Regions from separate parts of the Gossypium hirsutum genome. Here region 2 is linked to region 1. The links are chromatin contacts, called in public Hi-C maps. All regions are on one chromosome and are shown on one strand. Each heading gives the region's core, a stretch centred on a gene start, on an enhancer-like site or on the middle of the called end of the contact. The rest is flanking DNA. Distances are from core to core; before and after follow the strand shown.

Region 1 (3,014 bases), core at 216-2,715:
CTCTCACACACACACACACACACTCTCTCTCTTTCTCCTCTTTCAATAGTCTTTCTCTCCCTCTCATCAGCCATATTCCAACCAAGCTCTGACCACCTTGCACAATAGCTCTCCACCTAACCTTAAGTTAGGTGAATTGCTATACACCATCATCATCTTCCGTTATTTGATTCGTCATAAATATATAATACCTAATAATGTGGCACAATTTATTTCTCACCACAACAACTAAAATTTCAATATTTATTAAGATTGAATTTTTTTTTACTAAGCATTTCCTTTATATGATCTCCTTATTCCCTTTTTGTATAAGAAGCAAAACTTTGTTTGAGTTTTTCTTGTTCATTTTTCTTCCTTTTCTTGATTTCTCTTAGTTATTTTAATATCATATTAGGGGTTTGATTTTTCCTATGTTCCTTTTTCTTGATTTTTTCTCAAATAATTTTTAACGTTTAATTTTATAATGCATAAAGCAAATAGACAGTCCTTAAAATGATTGTAAGGCCAATGGGCATGTGTTCTAGACTGAGATCACTTTTGCCTCAAACTTAATTATTTTTTGTTTAAGATGATGGATGTTCCTTGGTTGTCTTTACAATTTTATTTTCTTATAAATGTTTTATCCCATTTGCGACTTATCCTTCTAAAATATCATACCCAAACACTATGAATGCACTAAAAGGCTACTAGAGGCTGGGACCAAGTCAATACAAGACGTTAAGTTTAAATCCTTATGGTCCAGTCATAAATCTTCATTTTACATTGTTGTTGGTTGTGGTTCTCATATCGGTTTCGTACAGTTTCTTTGTTGTTTTTGTAAATGAAATTGTTGTGTACTATTGTTTTTGGGCCATCGTATATGTCTCATTGCAAGAGAGAAGCTAGAATTTTTGTTAGTGGGGTGGAATTAAATTGCATTTTTTTTAAATAGTAAAAATGCAATTTCACTATTTTAATAACCTATAGCTTTATAATTTTAAATGACTAAATCATTTTTTATCATTTTGGGAGGGGCAAAATATAATTTTATTATAAAGAGCTTAAATGAAAATTTTTCCATTTAAGAGGAACAGGACCTGCCAATCCCTAACTTCCCCACTACCTCGTTGGCCTTGGGCTTTTGAATCAATCATGTTTTTACAGTTGTTATATATATATATACTTATCATGCATATAAAATTTTAAATTGATCTAATATTTTTATGATATTAATTTAAAATACTGTCTACATTAATATATATTTAATGATCGAAAATTTTCTTTTACATAAAATAAATAATTATATAATTTTAATTTATTCCATATTTAATAGGCACAATTTACATAAATAATATGAAATATAATGGCTAGATTTATAAAAATCAATCCATACTGGCCAAGTTTATTCTCTGTGCATGCGTGTAATATAGCTGAAAAACCCAGTAAAAGAACAATAGAAAAAGAAAGCTAAAAAGATTATAAACCCAAATATAATGACCTTTATTGTTCAAAAAAGTCCACCAAGACTTTATTGTTCTATAGTGGCCTTTTCTTGGGCCCGTTTTAATATTCAAACAACAATACTAACAATTCGACTCGTTTCGCTGTTTCCTTAAAAGGACAATCGATCTTCATCAAGTAACAAGTGACTGGGTTATTCCAGAGGTGGCTCATGAGACCCATAAGGCTTCCTGAACCGCCCATAGGACGGAGGAGCGCGGCGGAGGTGTTCGAAGCCGGGATTTATGGGATAATCAAACGGGTTGTTGTGATAGGAAATGGCTTCTCGGGAGCTGAGAATCAATGCATCGGTTTGGTTCGGGCTTTAGGCCTCTCGGGTTGTCTTACTTTATATGTAAGCTTCTCTTTATATCTTCCTTTTTGACCGTTCATTTCAAAACTCAGTTCTTTTAATCTAATTATTGTGTGTCTTTTACATGTCCCAAGATTCAAATCGAAATACAGCTATTTGTAAGGAATGGGAAATTTTGATTTGTTATTATTTATATAGTATTTGTTTAATCTATTATGCAGCGTGTTACAAGGCCAAGAGGAGGAATCAATAAGTGGCTACATTGGCTTCCGGTTTCTCTTCATAAAAAATTGGATTATGTTATAAGGCAAATTTGCATCTATTCAGGAGTTCAAGGGGAAGCTAGATGGAGTAAAGTGGTTCCTTTTGCAGTTGAAAAAACTGGTATCTGTTTTCAGCTCTCAAATTATATGGTTTCATATTGCAGTACCAAAGATGGCACCCTTTTATGTTGAAGAAGTCTTTGATTTGTCCTTTTTTTTTGTACCCCCCCCCAAAAAAAAATCAAAATTCATATGAGAACTACAGGGCTGTCCAGTGTAATAGAAGCTGATGCAAAACAAATTGCAATGATGGCACGGGATACATTTGAGAAGTATATTCTTCCAACTTGAATTTCTTTGTTTGCTACTACTTTTTGTTGCACAATGTGACACTTGACGTTGAAGCTATGTGATTTAGCTTCTAGTGGCAGTTCTTTCTCTTGTGATTATTTTCTTATTTTTTTTTACTCTATTAGGGAGGGCCCTCTGTTGGTCATAGCGTCTGGTCGGGATACAATTTCTGTTGCGAGCTCCATTAAACGGTTAGCCACAGAAAATGTTTTTCTTGTTCAGGTTAAACCTTTTTTTTTTAATTCTCTTTTCCTCTTTGTTTATATTTGAATGAGATTTTGTATTAGAGTTCCCACTAGGTGCTTGATATACAAGGCAATTTGTATGTTTCCTTTGAAGTTATTCAACTGTTTCGACTTTGTAGACCTGGGTGATTTCACAGTAGGTTAAAAGTTTAAAAGGTGGTCAGAATGTTCAACCTTTAAAAGGTGGTCAGAATGTTTAACCTTTTATATATTTCTTTTCAGATACATATTGGCTTTTATATTTCTCATAAGAAAAAAATCCAAGAAAATGGCCTGAAATTGTTTATTCATTATGCCGGTAATCATATGTTTTTTTTTTTTTTTTTTTACATTTCTCTGTTTGTCTTACATTTATTACATTAT
Region 2 (3,452 bases), core at 747-3,246, 490 kb before region 1:
GTTGCGATTACTTTAAAAAATAATAATAACTAAATTGCTAAGAGAAAAATCATTCTAAACATCAAAAGTTTAATAATTTACGGTTCAAAAAATTAAACAAAAAATCTACCCTTTCAATACATTTTCATTTCTTTTTGGTTGCATATTATTTTTTTGGATAAGTAAGGATTTTAGTTATCCAAAGTTTGTTATGATCAAACATCAAAAGTAATGACTATGCCTATCCTTTTAACCCATTACATCTAAACCTCAAATTCCGCCTTCAATATGATTTCAATTTTTTTTAATATTGAATAGTCTATATCAAATAAAATTATCACCTTGTTAGACTACGTCAACGTATCTTGGATTACAACCATAAAAGTCTCTAATTTTTTAAATTTGTGTATTTCATGCAAGTTTGAGAGTCACCCTTATCTTGCATTACAACCATAAAATTCTCTATTTTTTTTAAATTTGTGCATTTCATGCAAGATTAAGAGTATTAAAACGAAAAACCCTAGAAGCCAAGAGTGCTATCCCTGGTATCCTAGCGAAAACAGTGGCTGCTGCGGCTTGGGATGAAGGAAAGTGGTGGCAACGATGGGTTTGGGGGAGATGAGATCTCCTTGTTAGCAGAGGAACTCATTCAGTTATCGGTCAAAAGCTCGATGGTAGAACCAAAAGGTAAAACATCTCTGATTTGCTCTGTTTGGACAAAGATATCTTATAATCAAGACAGTTTTATAGCACAAATGAAAAGTATATGGAAAACAAAGAAAAAATTTGAGATTCAATCAGCAGGGCAAAATCTCTTTCTAATAAGTTTTGAATTAGAGGAAGACTTGGAAGCTGTTTTGGAAGGCCAACCATGGTTGTTTAGAAAACATTTAGTTCTTTTTGAACGTTTGATTAAACCAATGGAAAGAGATCAAATCAGACTTGACTCATCCCTGTTTTGGGTTAAAATTAGGCCATGTTTACCAGAGTTTGATAAAAAAAGATCTGTTGCATGCTATAGGAGTTACTTTTGGAGGAGTACTTCGTTCGGAAATTATGGGTGAATTCTGCTGCCTTAGGATAAAATTAAATGTGCAAAAACCCCTTCGCAGGGGCATATTTGTTTCAACTGGTACAGGTCATAAATGCTGGATCCCATTCAAGTATGAGAAGCTACCGATTTTTTGCTTCGGGTGTGGCAGAGTGGGACATGGTCTCCATGAATGCACAGAAATAATTCCTGAAAAAAAGGACAATTAGAGAGAGCCCAACTTTCTCCTTGGCTTTAAAAGCAGAGTCAAATTTGGTTGGTAGGGAGAGCCTAAAATTGAATGCCCTATCAAAAAAATTACAATCACAAAGTTCATATATAGGAAATACTGAAGAAAACCAGAGGGAGCACTTATATAATGAAAAGAGATTCAAAAGGAAGGAGAAATTAATGAAAAAGAAATTGAGAGCAGTAAAGCAGATGGAGAAGTAATGAGACCGATCAGGAAAGCCACTTGGAGAAGATTAGAACCAGTAGAAGGGATGAGACAATATGAGGAAGGAAGTAAATTGTAGAAGAGGAAATTGGTAGAACTCATAGAAGATGATCATGAAGACACAACTAAAAGGGTGAGGATGAAATTAGTTTGTTGACAGATGCTTCCAAACAGAATATATCGGCGGCTGCCAAATGGCAAGCCGACCGGACGCAATGAAAATCATATGCTGGAATGTCCGTGGATTGGGGAGTCCGCGGGCAGTGAGAAGACTTCGATTTTTACTGAAGCAAAATAATCCCCAGTTGGTCTTCTTTATGGAGACTAAAGTTAGTGAGAAGCGAATGGAGGAAATTAGGAGGAGGTGTGGCTTTATGAATGGGCTGGAGGTAGGAGCAACAGGTTCACGTGGAGGAATTTGCCTAGCATGGCATAAAGAGGTTCAGGTAAAACTCAGAACTCTCTCAACAAGTCATATGGACGTGCTGATTAAAGAAGAAGGTGTTAATGAAGAATGGAGATTCATAGGGTTTTATGGATCACCTTAGCCACAAAATAAAATTGCCTCATGGGATCTATTAAGACTGTTGGGACAGGATCAAAATTACCCTTGGCTTTTTAGTGGAGACTTTAATGAAATAACCTATTCTTTTGAGAAAAAAGGTGGTCTGCCAAGGGAGGAAAAAAGAATGGCAGCGTTTCGTAAGGTTTTAAATGAATGCCAACTTATAGATGTGGGATACTCTGGAGCATGGTACACATGGGAAAAAGGAAATTTATAGGAAACGAATATCAGAGAAAGAATTGACAGGGGTGTTACGAATGAAAAATGGTTGGAGCTCTTTCCAGAAGGCATTATACACAATTTAACGTCTACACTTTCGGATCAGTCCCTTTTTAATAAGCACATCTAACGAAAGTAGATTCAAAGGAACTTCAAATTTCAAATTTGAAGCATGGTGGACCACAGAAGAGTCAATTGAGGAGGAAATTAAGAAGTCATGTGAGTCTTCAAATGGATCAATTCTTGAAAAGATGGAAACACTATAGATCAGTCTTTCAAAATGGGCAAAATCAATAAAGAAGGAACGGAAGGGATTGACAGCCAAACTTTCAAAGGAGCTCGAGGATTTAATGGTGGAAGAACGAGATGATGATATACTGGCAAAAATAATTGATACGAAAATTCATTTGAATATGGAGATTGATAAAGAGGAAAGGTATTGGGAACAGAGAGCACAGGCTAATTCGCTTAAGTTAGGGGATAAGAATACAACATTTTTTCATAAATATGCCTCAATGCGGAAAAGAATTAATACAATAATCAGGTTGGACACTGATGATGGAATTGGAATTCACGAGGAATCAGAAATTAACAAGACTGCAACGAGCTATTTCCAGAACCTTTTTTCGACTCATGTCGCAGGAGATCTATCCCATCTTTTAACAGGTATCAATAATAGTATATCTTCAGAAATCAACCTAGATTTATTGTCAGAAGAAATTTTTGCAGCACTCAAAGGAATGGGATCTACTAAAGCACCAGGATTCGATAGTTTCCCGGCATTATTCTTTCAGAAATATTGGCATATAGTTGGTAAAGATATTGGCGACTTTTGTTTGGGAGTTTTGAATAATGGAAAGGATTTTAAAGGTTTAAACCTAACTGAGATCATACTTATACCGAAGACATCCAAACCTACAAATCTTGGTCATTTCAGACCTATCAGCCTATGCACAGTTATATACAAAATTATAGCCAAAACAATTGAGAATCGTCTTCAAGAGTTTATTGGCAGATGTATTGATAATGCTCAGAGTGCTTTCGTCCCAGGAAGACTAATATCAGATAATATATTGATAGCCTATGAACTACTTCATACTCTTCGTCAAAAAAGAACAGGGAAAAAAGGACTCATGGTAATAAAATTGGACATGAGTAAAGCTTATGACAGAGTTGAATGGGCATTCTTAAAGGAAGTTATG

Evidence for each region. Hi-C and Micro-C count contacts between places; a contact is called where the count stands out from the background.
Region 2: a Hi-C map of leaf shows a contact between it and region 1, with 3 times the contacts expected there. The contact joins the enhancer-like site here to the promoter of LOC107899764 in region 1. A contact is called at or near these places in 7 of 34 Hi-C or Micro-C datasets (anther, callus, leaf and 1 more).

The regions. Positions count from the first base shown.
Region 1 is chrD04:29,726,129-29,729,142 of Gossypium_hirsutum_v2.1, reverse strand. It overlaps LOC107899764 (mitochondrial fission protein ELM1), which reads left to right and starts at 1,465. Exons shown (of 11, transcript XM_016825557.2): 1 at 1,465-1,834; 2 at 2,014-2,176; 3 at 2,321-2,387; 4 at 2,532-2,628. The coding sequence starts at 1,652.
Region 2 is chrD04:30,214,330-30,217,781 of Gossypium_hirsutum_v2.1, reverse strand. LOC107899741 (a long non-coding RNA gene) reads right to left here. Exons shown (of 4, transcript XR_001684805.2): 4 at 304-1,219. Among protein-coding and RNA genes, the nearest start is that of LOC107899741, 4.2 kb to the right of the region's middle. Within about 2 kb of position 1,996, at least 5 of the 9 cell types and tissues checked have an H3K27ac peak or open chromatin away from gene starts, as enhancers often do. A contact at or near this core is called in leaf, where this site is marked.